Regions from separate parts of the Mus musculus genome. Here region 1 is linked to region 2. The links are chromatin contacts, called in public Hi-C maps. All regions are on one chromosome and are shown on one strand. The core of a region is the stretch at or near the end of the contact, and the rest is flanking DNA. Distances in the headings are between cores, read along the strand shown.

Region 1 (4,943 bases), core at 1,473-3,972, 180 kb after region 2:
AGTGAGTCTAGTTGGCCACTTATGATCATATGACCCTCTCCACTCTTCATCCAAATCTTACAGCTCAAGCATAAGGGGAGAATGGATGAGCCAAAGGAAATCCTTCATCCTTTTACTAAAAGAAATAGCTATGGGTTTGTATGACTTCCAAACACAGAATGCCTACAGGAAAGAGATACAAATGAAAGGCTAGTAGGGTTAGACAGGAGAGAAGCCATCAGTAGGAGAATGCCTCTCCATTGAGTATCTTTGCCAGAGAGTTAGTGTTTCCCCTTTCGAGGGTCATTCTCAGGTACTCACTCTCACCAAAAGGGAGCACAGCCCTTGCTCCCCAATTATTCTCTGTAGACTTCTCTCAGAGCCATTTACAGGAAAATGCCTGTTACCATTCTGTTTCAAGATCTTTGGCTAGACTTCCAGGTGTGGGGTGGGGGTTAGTTAAACTTTCAGACTCACAGCAGCTGTGGCTAGCGGTACCCGACCTGCACACGTCTAGGGGAACCAGCATCCCATCATGGATGGGGAGGGGTTCACAGTAACCTACCCCTCCCTCAGATGCTGCAGGCAAGTTAATGGTGGCCGGGGAAGAGTGGGTTGTCTTCTCAGTAGTCTAGTCGCAAGTAAGTCGCCCTTGCTCAAATAAGTAACCCCTCACCCCTGCTTATGCAGGCAGCCCTAATCAAATGCGGTGAGCAGATTAAAAAAAGACAAAGTAGGAGGGAAACTTGTTGGGATATAGAATTTCAGCGAGAGGAGAAGAGAATAAAAAAAAAAGATAATGAGAGGATTATGATCAAAATATGTACATTTTATGTACATATGAAATTGTGAAAAAGCAAAGTTTTTTTTTAAATAAAAAAGAAAGGACATAAGCTAACCCAAAAATTAGGGAGGATTTACATCCCAAACTTGAGCAGAGTCGAAGAGTTCTTCCAAAATGCAACCGTGCACAGAGACATGCGCGAACCTCCCAAGTAATAATTGTGGCGGAATTCCTCTTCCTCTAATTAAATGAAACACTGAAGCCTTTGCAAACTGAGATGCACCATGAACATTGCAGACATGATAAGGACGTGTTTAAAACATGCTATCACCCTATTACACTCTCTTGGCCCCTCCAGAATGCGATCTTGTCCCTGTGCCATGCAGCCAGTAACACTGTAGGTGAAGTCTACACATCTTCTCTCCATTCACAACATCAGAGCTGCCTTGCTCCATCCACACCACACCCAAGCCTGCTCGGCCTTGTGCTAGTAATTAGTGCTCCTTTCGCCTCTCCTGAGTCTTCTAGACAGGACCTTGTCTCCTGTCCTAAAAAACAAACAAACAAACAAACAAAAAACAACAACAACAAAACCCTCCCCTGGCTACAGTGTATCACACCACTTCAAAGATATCTCCCTCCATCTCAGGACAGCCAAAAGCTTCCTTTTAAGATGCATTTTGGAGTCAGGCATGATGGTTCACACCTCTAATCTCGACATGTAGAAGCCTGGGTCAAGAGGATCACTTGAGCTCAAGAGTCCAAGACCAGCTTGGGCAACAAAGTGAAAATCCATCTCAAAAATAGTCCTGTGCCTTCCTCTCTGTTAAGAAAGAAATGGAACACAGATGGGCAGGCCTCTCGTCCCAACACTCACAAGGTAGGCACAGGAGAATTAAAGTATTCAAGGGTAGCATTGGTTTCATAGTGCCTTTGAGGCCGGTATGGGCTGCATGGGAAAAGAGTGGGGAGGGGACCAAGAAAGAGAAGGAGGGAGGAAAATCATGCTAGGTCTTGACCCAGAAGAGTACACAGGCTATTTTCTAGGATGCCCATGATGTCACACAGTGGGATATGAGACACTGAAACCCTTCGAGAGAAGCCCTTGACCATGAGACTTCTGCTCCCATTTCTGTCAGCTCAGTCAAAGTGTCGAAAACTGATCATCCCATAATAAATTAAACCAGGACCTTCGATGGCCAGTCTGCTGTCTTCCTGCCCTTGCTCCTTGATGCCCTCAGGCAGCCCCTCTAACCTCCCTGTACCCCAGTAGGAAAACAAGAAGGACTGCATTAGCATTCTGCCACCTCAGTGTTTCCTGAGGAGAAAGACCGTGAATAGAGTACAACAGGCCCTCTTTTTTTTAAATTCGTGTAAGCTTTTGTTATTTTATAACTAAAACGACTGTTCCTTCAACCCACTGAGTGTAAAGTCCATTTCTCCTCCCCTTCACATAACCACAGGACACTCCTGCAAACCCAGCCACTAACTCCACGGAGCCTAGGTACCTCCCTCACCACCAGGGGGCTGTTTTCCTCGCGCATCCTACTTTAAAGGATCGCCTATAGGAGCACGCCTCTCTCCATAGAAACCCAGAGAATAAATAGAAGCAGCAGGTTTTTCAGCGGTTTCCACCCTGACTGTTTCAATTAGGCAAACCCACGCGGCTCTTCCATTAGCATGTGGGTGGAGAAGCCGGTGGTGGCACGACAACCCTCGTTCCATGGTTCACAAGGACCTTCCAATTATTTGCAACCAATAAATCATCGCCTTGGCCGGTGTGGTTACAAGTCACCTCTGAGAGGTCCTCCGGAAGAGATGCACTAGGGACGAATCTGTCACCTTCATGTCTCTTTCAACAGCTGAAATGAGAAACATGTTTTTCCAAATCCTTTCTCAAGTACTTTTTTTTTTCTTCCAGTGAACCCTCTCCAGTGCTTCCTGTGAGTAGACTGAGCAGTAAGTGAGAGAGAATGCTCAGCTTGAAGGTGTGCTCCCAAAATAAGAAGTACGCTCAGGATTTCAGGGGCACAGGCGGGCGGGGGGGGGGGGGGAGGGGGGGGCGGGGGCGGGGGCGGGGGGGGGGCGCAGAGATCAACCTGCCTTTTGTGGGAACCACAAAGCCTTCCCCATGGAGGCTTCCCTCCCTCAGGGATAAGGTACAGGTCTCAATCTGTTTGTTCTCATGAAACATAAGTGGGTACCTCCAATCTCAGCATCCAAGAGGCTGAGGGAAGAGAATCACAAATTCACCGCCATTGGGGGCTACATAAGGGAGAGAGAGAGAGAGAGAGAGAGAGAGAGACAGAGTGGGGGAGGGGGAGAGGGAGAGTGTCTGATTGCCAAGAGGAAGTTAACCTGCACTGAGTGCAAAGGCTGGAGAATAAGAAGGAAACCCCTGGCTTGAGAGTCAGCGGGAGCCTACAGAGAAATAGGTCTATGTTTAAATTCAGAACCTTTGCATGAGAGGTAGGAGAAACCAGTGCTGGGAGAGGACCATGTAGCCCTTTAAAAAGAACGAATCAATCCAGGCACTGCAACGTGCACCTTTTGTCCCAGATGCCAGAAGGCCAATTACAAGTGTGAGCCACCACCACACCCAGCTCCAGTTATATGTAACTCATGCACAGATCACATGCATCTACAAAAGGCAAGCAAGAGGACATAGAATAAAACTATGAGCATCCATAGAATTATGTATGTGCATATATGGGGAGGTATCTGGAATGCTAAACACAATCTATTAGCAATGAAGTCCTAGGAGAAAACTAGATTTGGGTTGAGGTAAAAAAGAATTCAAGTCCCACCACTTCAACACTGGCATCAGGTTCATGCCGATGTCCTGAATTCTCTCCTTGGAACCCACGTAGTAGAAAGAGAGAACCAACTTTTGCCACGGCATATGTGCCCATACATACACACACACACACACACACACACACACACACACACACACACACACACACACATCCACACTCCCGTGCATGCACTCACAAAATAAATAAATGCATGGACGCAATAAAAGTTCTTGAAAATAATTTTTAATTGCTCCGTGTAGGCTATAAATATGACTCAGCATGTATGAAGCCCCAGGTTCGAGCCCCAATAGTACATAAAAAACCAGATGGGTGGTGACACCCATCTGAAATCCCAGAACTTGGGAAGTAGAGGCAGGAGGACTAGAAGTTCAAAGTCATCTTCAACCACATTCAAGGCTAGGCTGGTAACGTAAGACTCTATCCCCCTAGTTCAAAAATTAAATTAAATTAAAATCACTCAGTGTCATATTAAGTATGACTTCTTCATAAAATTCGAACATCTTTCCTTTTACAACTGAGAACAGTGTCTTTCACTCTCTGTATGAGCACACGGGCATTGTCCACACGCTCTGTATATGCAGACATCCTGCTAGCTAGCTCTCAGACAGCTGTCTCAATGTTCCCTCCCAGATCGCTGCTTCTGACACCGTAGCAGTGTCTCTGCATCCTGCCTCACTCTTCCGTGGTCAGCTCATCCTCAGCCACCCACGGTATTATTTCAAGTGGCTCCCAAGTGGACTCCTGCCTTTCTTTATCTTTCCTGCCCTATGTTCCGCTGCAGGGAGACTTGTCTAAAGCACAGATTCAGCCACTCGAGAAACTCTTCAATGGCTCTTTATCTCCTTCTCAACTTCAGGCACCAGCAGAATATCCTGAGGGCTTATTTAAAATGCAGGTTTCTCGGTGTCTTCTTCGAAGGCTCCAGTGCAGAATGTCTGGATTTCTAACCGCCACTGCAGGTGGTTGTGATGTAAAGATAGCTGGGATGGAACTTTGCCAAACACTTGTACTAAAGGTAGCCCTGGTCCCTCAGCACAACGGTCAGGACCCTCATCACCTGGCACCTCCCCCTAGCTCCTCCTCCACCTCTCACATTTCCAGCCAAAACCCAGACAAGGCTCTCATTTGCTACTTCCTTATTTTCCATCACCTCGGCTTTCAACCAAGCTCATCATCCATATCTTTCCAACATCCTTCTTCATTTAGCTGATGCTAGCACACTAGAAAACGTCTGGCCACTAACTTCCCAAAACTCCTCTCAGCCCCTCCTAGGCTTCACGATCCATGTCTCTGCCTCGACATTCTGGTAAGCAAGGTACATGTCAGGCAAAGCTCTTCCTTCAGTCCATTGTATTTTCTAA
Region 2 (5,296 bases), core at 2,511-5,010:
CACACCTGAAGGGCTGTTCCATTTCCTAATGTGGAAAATTCACTTAAAGATCACTTTAGGAGAAATATCCTGGGAGGGATGAAACACCAGATGGGTATAATCTTATTAAAAACATCATTGTTACCTCAACATGTTTGCAAATATGTGTAGATATGTCCATATCTCTCTCTCTCTCTCTCTCTCTCTCTCTCTCTCTCTCTCTCTCTCTCTCTCTCTCTCTCTGTGTGTGTGTGTGTGTGTGTGTGTGTGTGTGTGTGTGTATTATACACATAGATTCTATTTACACCTCCCTCTGAAATTTCACCAAGTAAAAGCGCATCCTTCTGATTGGAGGAACCAGACAGGTCAGGGACACCACAAGAACATGGCCCACAAAATCAACTGACCTGGACTTACAGAGGCTCACAGAGATCAGGATGCATGTAGGGGTCTGACATAGGTCCTCTGCATATATGTTATAGCTGAATAGCTTGGTGTTCTTGTGAGAACCCTCACAGTGAGAACAGGGGCTGTCCCTAACTATTTTGCCTACTTGTGGAACCCTTTTCCTCCTACTGGGTTGGCTCATCCAGCCTTGATGTGAGAATATATGCCTGGTCTTACTGTAGTGCGTTACACCATGTTTGGTTGATATCCCTGGGAAGCCTGCTCTTATCTGAAGAAAGGCAGAGGAGGGGCAGATCTAGGGGAGACAGGAAGTAGGGGAGATAGACTTGGGTGAGGGAAGGGAGGAGATACTGCAGTTGGGATGTAATACATGAGAGAAGAATAAGAAAAAGCATAGCCTTCTACTAGTCTCTCCGTATGCTTGCAATTCACCCTCGTATTGGAAGATAGGCTGTGCCTGATACCTTTCAAGCCAGGATTGTTGTTCTTATTCCTGATTTCCCTTCCTACCAGGTACAACTCATCCACTATAACCACGAGCTATACACAAATGTCACAGAAGCTGCGAAGAGCCCGAATGGATTGGTGGTAGTTTCTATATTTATAAAAGTAAGTCTTGCATGATTCCTGTACTCTGCTTGCCACCCCCTCCCGCGCCCCCCCCCCAATACCAACCAGAGCATCATTCTACAGTCTCTGTTGTAATTTTAAAAAGTTAAAGAAGTAATGTCAATTCATACCCATGCCTGCAGTAACGTTGGGGTCTTAGGACTTTTATAACCATGAGATTCATAAAAGATTCGGAGCTCTGGAAGTGAGGTGCAGAAGGGACAGGTTCCATTTCAGAGCTTTGGGAGCTGAAGGTTTGGGGAGCCTCCATCCTAGAGAGAAAGCAACTGCGATTTTCAGGGACAGGCTTTAGGCCCCACCTGCTAGTGTGGAACAAGGGGACAGTAGCAGAAGAGCTGGAGAGCCGATACCCTCTAGGACTGAAGGACGGTCCGTCACTTGCTGACACCCGGAGAATAAGAAGAGTGGGTTGATCCTCCCAGGTAGGCCCTGCACTATACCTCGGGCTTCCCCACAGCAGCTGAAAACTTCATCTTCCTTTCCCACTCAAAGGCTGATTCATAATCCTGGCAGTTAGAATTAAGACGAAAATCCCCATTTTGAATGTATGATTTTCAGCCATGCTCCCCAGATATCCAGTAGGCAAAAACAATATGAAATGTCCAAGTGAACAAATTCTGATTTCGTTCTTTAATTACCTTTGATATTTTGGCAGATGTAAAATAATGCAGATATGCCCATTTTTTAATGAAAAAGTAAGATTCCCTTTCCAATTGTAAAAAATAAAAAAAGAAATTTTTCAGTAGACTATGTTAGTTACAAAGGCTAATTAATGTACCGCACTATACGGGCTGCTAGAGAGGGTTGTGTACAAATCATTAAAGAAAATTAGACTAACCAGAACTTGGACTGTGATGAAGAATTTTAGTAGAAATTTAGCATTCATCATCAAGGAGTTTTAACAGAGCCCCTGGAATAATGGGAGTCTCTGGGGACCCCTTAAGCAATAGCGCCCACACACACTATCTCCCATTCCATCCCACCCCCTGCCAAAGCAGACTTTGTGCAACAGGTATTGGCCATCTTCCCAGCTGCCATGCCTCCTGCTAACTTCCTAACCTTCATCTGAGCCAGGCCAAATTCATGGAGCTTGTAATAGCTCAGGCAGGAAAGACACCCCAAGTCTTGCCTGGCTTTAGTGCTCATTAGTGTATTCCCATTGTGTGTCAACTCAACAGAGCTGAAAAGGGAACTGAGGATGAGAAGAGAGAAGGTGCCACTCAAACAACCACACACCCCCAGCCATGCCCCACTGGTACCCACAAGCCTGGAGCAAATTCTTACTCTGGTCCCAGTTATGACACATACAACCAATCCATGCAATCATGGTCCACAAGCCTAAGGGTATGTTGCATATTGTCATGTGACCAGGAGTCACCTCTTCCTGTGGTTTTCTACATGCCAAGCCTTCCATGAGTGATATCCAGAGGCCAACCTGCCTTTCCCAATGCTGCTTGTCCCTTGAAGAGCATCTCAGTTTCAGTCCCTGACTTTGCTCCCCTTTGCTTAAAGTTTCTAAGTCAGTAAATGTCGTCCTAGAAGCTCAAGCGTGTAACGGCTGACAGTGACTGATGAAGTGACCAGCAACCAACTTCCTCCAGTGCAAACTGCCGGTGTTCCATGGGCTCACGCAGAAATCCGCACTATGCTGAGATCCCAACCAACAGTCAGGCTTGCAGGCCCAGGTTGCTCTCCCGTAATTTGTTGAAAGGACCTATACTAAATCCTTAGGCCAATAAATGACAGGAGTCAGCTCCTGAATCTTCTCAGGCCAGTTTAGACCCCGGAGAGTTTTCCATTCTTTCCTTGAGCCTCTCTTCTTTCTACAAAGTCAACTCCCAGGCTTCCAGCTCCAGAGTGACCTCTGACTTGTCATTAATTCCTCTCCAAACTCCAAGTGAGCATGGGACAGAGGTCCACCATCTGCTAGACACGGGTACCCAGAAATGAGATGAACTGAATCCTTAGTCTCTAAGGGTATGCAGCGTCTGGTACTCACCAGCCCCATTTCTGATGCCCCTGCCTCCCGCTTCCAGCTCCCTGGAGCTGAAGTCCTCACATGCGAGTGGTTCACCTGAGCAAATGTCACCCTGACCAAATGCTGAACCAAAGATGCCCGAGGGTTTGGGGGTAAAAGGAGATGGATCGGCAGTTAAGGGTACTTGTTAACAACCCTGATGATCTGAGTTCAATTCCAGGGACTTGGGTGAAAAGAGAGAACTGACTCCTACAACTTAGCCTCTGAGCACTACACATTCATCGAGGCGCACATGTGTGCATGTATGCATGCAAGCACACGCACATACACACACACACACACACACACACACACACACACACCACACACACACACACACACACACACACACACCACACACACACACACACACACACACACACACACACACACACACACACACACACTTCCTCCCATGACCACAGGGAGCTGAGATTGGCTGTAATAGCTGTTTGATCTCACACACCATTAACTTCCAACTTATTCTCACTTAGATTAAGTACATATTCTATCCTCTCACCCACACGGCCAGCACACTTGTGCCCACAAATCATCTGTGTGCACTTTGGAAATATCTCAATAATCTCTAACCAGATCCAAATGGGGGCTGGTCGCAACCCTAGTATTTATTGTCTAGCTTGCCAGGTACCAGGAGCCCGGCACCCCCAGCAATTAAGAGCTGTTGCAGATTCCTGCTCTGCCAGACACGTTCATGGCCCCTCCTGCTATCACACAGTACACAGCACAAACAGAAGGCTCTGAGAGCTATCCTTTGAATGCTCAAGAGTATGTCACAACAGAAGCTGAATTTGGCATGCATGTTTCCAGGGAACAGCAATGCTTGACTTGGGGCTTTTTCCCCATCGGAGGTGGGGTTTTTACCTCCACTGAGCACCCTCATTCCCCAGCACCTGTCAGTCACAACAACACACCCAGGAAACCCTGTAAGAAGAAAGACAGCTGGAAGCAAAATAAACAGTCTGTGCTTCCTCCAAACTAAAGGTACCTGTTGCTTATCTAATAGCGATGTTCATCTGCTGTGATTGTTTTTCCCCCCAACCCTCGGAATAAATCAGATTTAAAATGTTGATGTGTCACAGCATCTGATTAGCAGCTGAGATGTAAATTGCAGAGCCTCACTAAGCAAGGTAGGAGAGAAATGACTAAGATAAACAGTGGTCCTGAGAAAAGACTGAGTAAAAGGGGCGTTGTTAAGGAAATTCCACAGCTACAGGAGGCTGCCTGTAGAGTGGTCTTATAAAGGGTGGTCCTATAAAGGGTGATTCTCTGATCCTTACCTGCTTGTCACTCAGCTGCTTCTCCCAGAAGAAGAATCTGGACATGGAAGAGCATAAGTACAGAAATGGAAATTCATCTCTAATACAATGTTTTTGCCCATTATAGGGACTTGATAAATATTTCTAGGATAGATGGGTGGGTGGGTGGGTAGATGGAAGAAAGATTGGATGTTGGGGTTTATAATATATTCATATGCTAATGAGCAGTAGAACTACAAGGTTCTCTTTTTTCCTCCCTCTTCTGGCACCCCTATTCCAGATATTCTCTCTACTTAGACACATGATCCTCTCCTGGCATTTCATTCCATATTCCCTGCTCAAAACCCTTTGAATGGTTCCCCATTCCTGAGGATTAAATATATCCTAGCTTGACATTCAAAGCCTAGCATGGGCTAGCCTCCCATCCTGCCTTTCCCAAAGCCTTCAACTCCACTAGCTATTTGTATGCGCATCTGCCTCTTCTGAACAGGTCCTCAGCAAGGATTTTTTTCTTGTCTCCTTGACTTTCCTCCTTTCTCATATTCTAGCATTAAAATACTGTAGCTGCCACCCATCCTTCCAAACCAACTCAGACTTTGACTCCCCTGACTCCCCAGACAGAGAGCAGTCTCTCCATGAGGACTCTATCAGAGCACTCCTTAATCTACATGAGGACAATATGTTTGCCTGCCTCTCTTCCATCTCAAGATGAGGTGTCCTTACAGAGTAGAATGTGTGTCTCTGATCTCTGAATTTCTAGCCATCACATTTGGACCCATGGCAAGCCATCAATATGAAGGAATGAAATAATGCATAATATTTGCCCTGGGAGATTGACACCCAGTCATTAACACTTTCTCTTCTCTTATAGGTTTCTGATTCATCAAACCCATTTCTTAATCGAATGCTCAACAGAGATACTATCACAAGAATAACATATAAAAGTAAGTTTGGTTCAATTTTCTTTACAGCATCTATTCTACAA

What was found. Hi-C and Micro-C count contacts between places; a contact is called where the count stands out from the background.
Region 1: a Hi-C map of cortical neurons shows a contact between it and region 2, with 3 times the contacts expected there. The contact joins two enhancer-like sites. A contact is called at or near these places in 4 of 484 Hi-C or Micro-C datasets (cerebral cortex, cortical neurons and embryonic stem cells) and 1 of 9 other capture datasets (embryonic stem cells).

What each region holds. Positions count from the first base shown.
Region 1 is chr11:93,760,964-93,765,906 of GRCm38.p6, forward strand. No RefSeq gene overlaps it. Among named protein-coding and RNA genes, the nearest start is that of Gm35148, 45 kb to the right of the region's middle. Within about 2 kb of position 2,723, at least 14 of the 459 cell types and tissues checked have an H3K27ac peak or open chromatin away from gene starts, as enhancers often do. A contact at or near this core is called in cortical neurons, where this site is marked.
Region 2 is chr11:93,577,766-93,583,061 of GRCm38.p6, forward strand. Car10 (carbonic anhydrase 10) reads left to right here. Exons shown (of 10, transcript NM_001361708.1): 6 at 901-996; 7 at 5,183-5,255. Among named protein-coding and RNA genes, the nearest start is that of Gm24856, 170 kb to the left of the region's middle. Within about 2 kb of position 3,761, at least 8 of the 459 cell types and tissues checked have an H3K27ac peak or open chromatin away from gene starts, as enhancers often do. A contact at or near this core is called in cortical neurons, where this site is marked.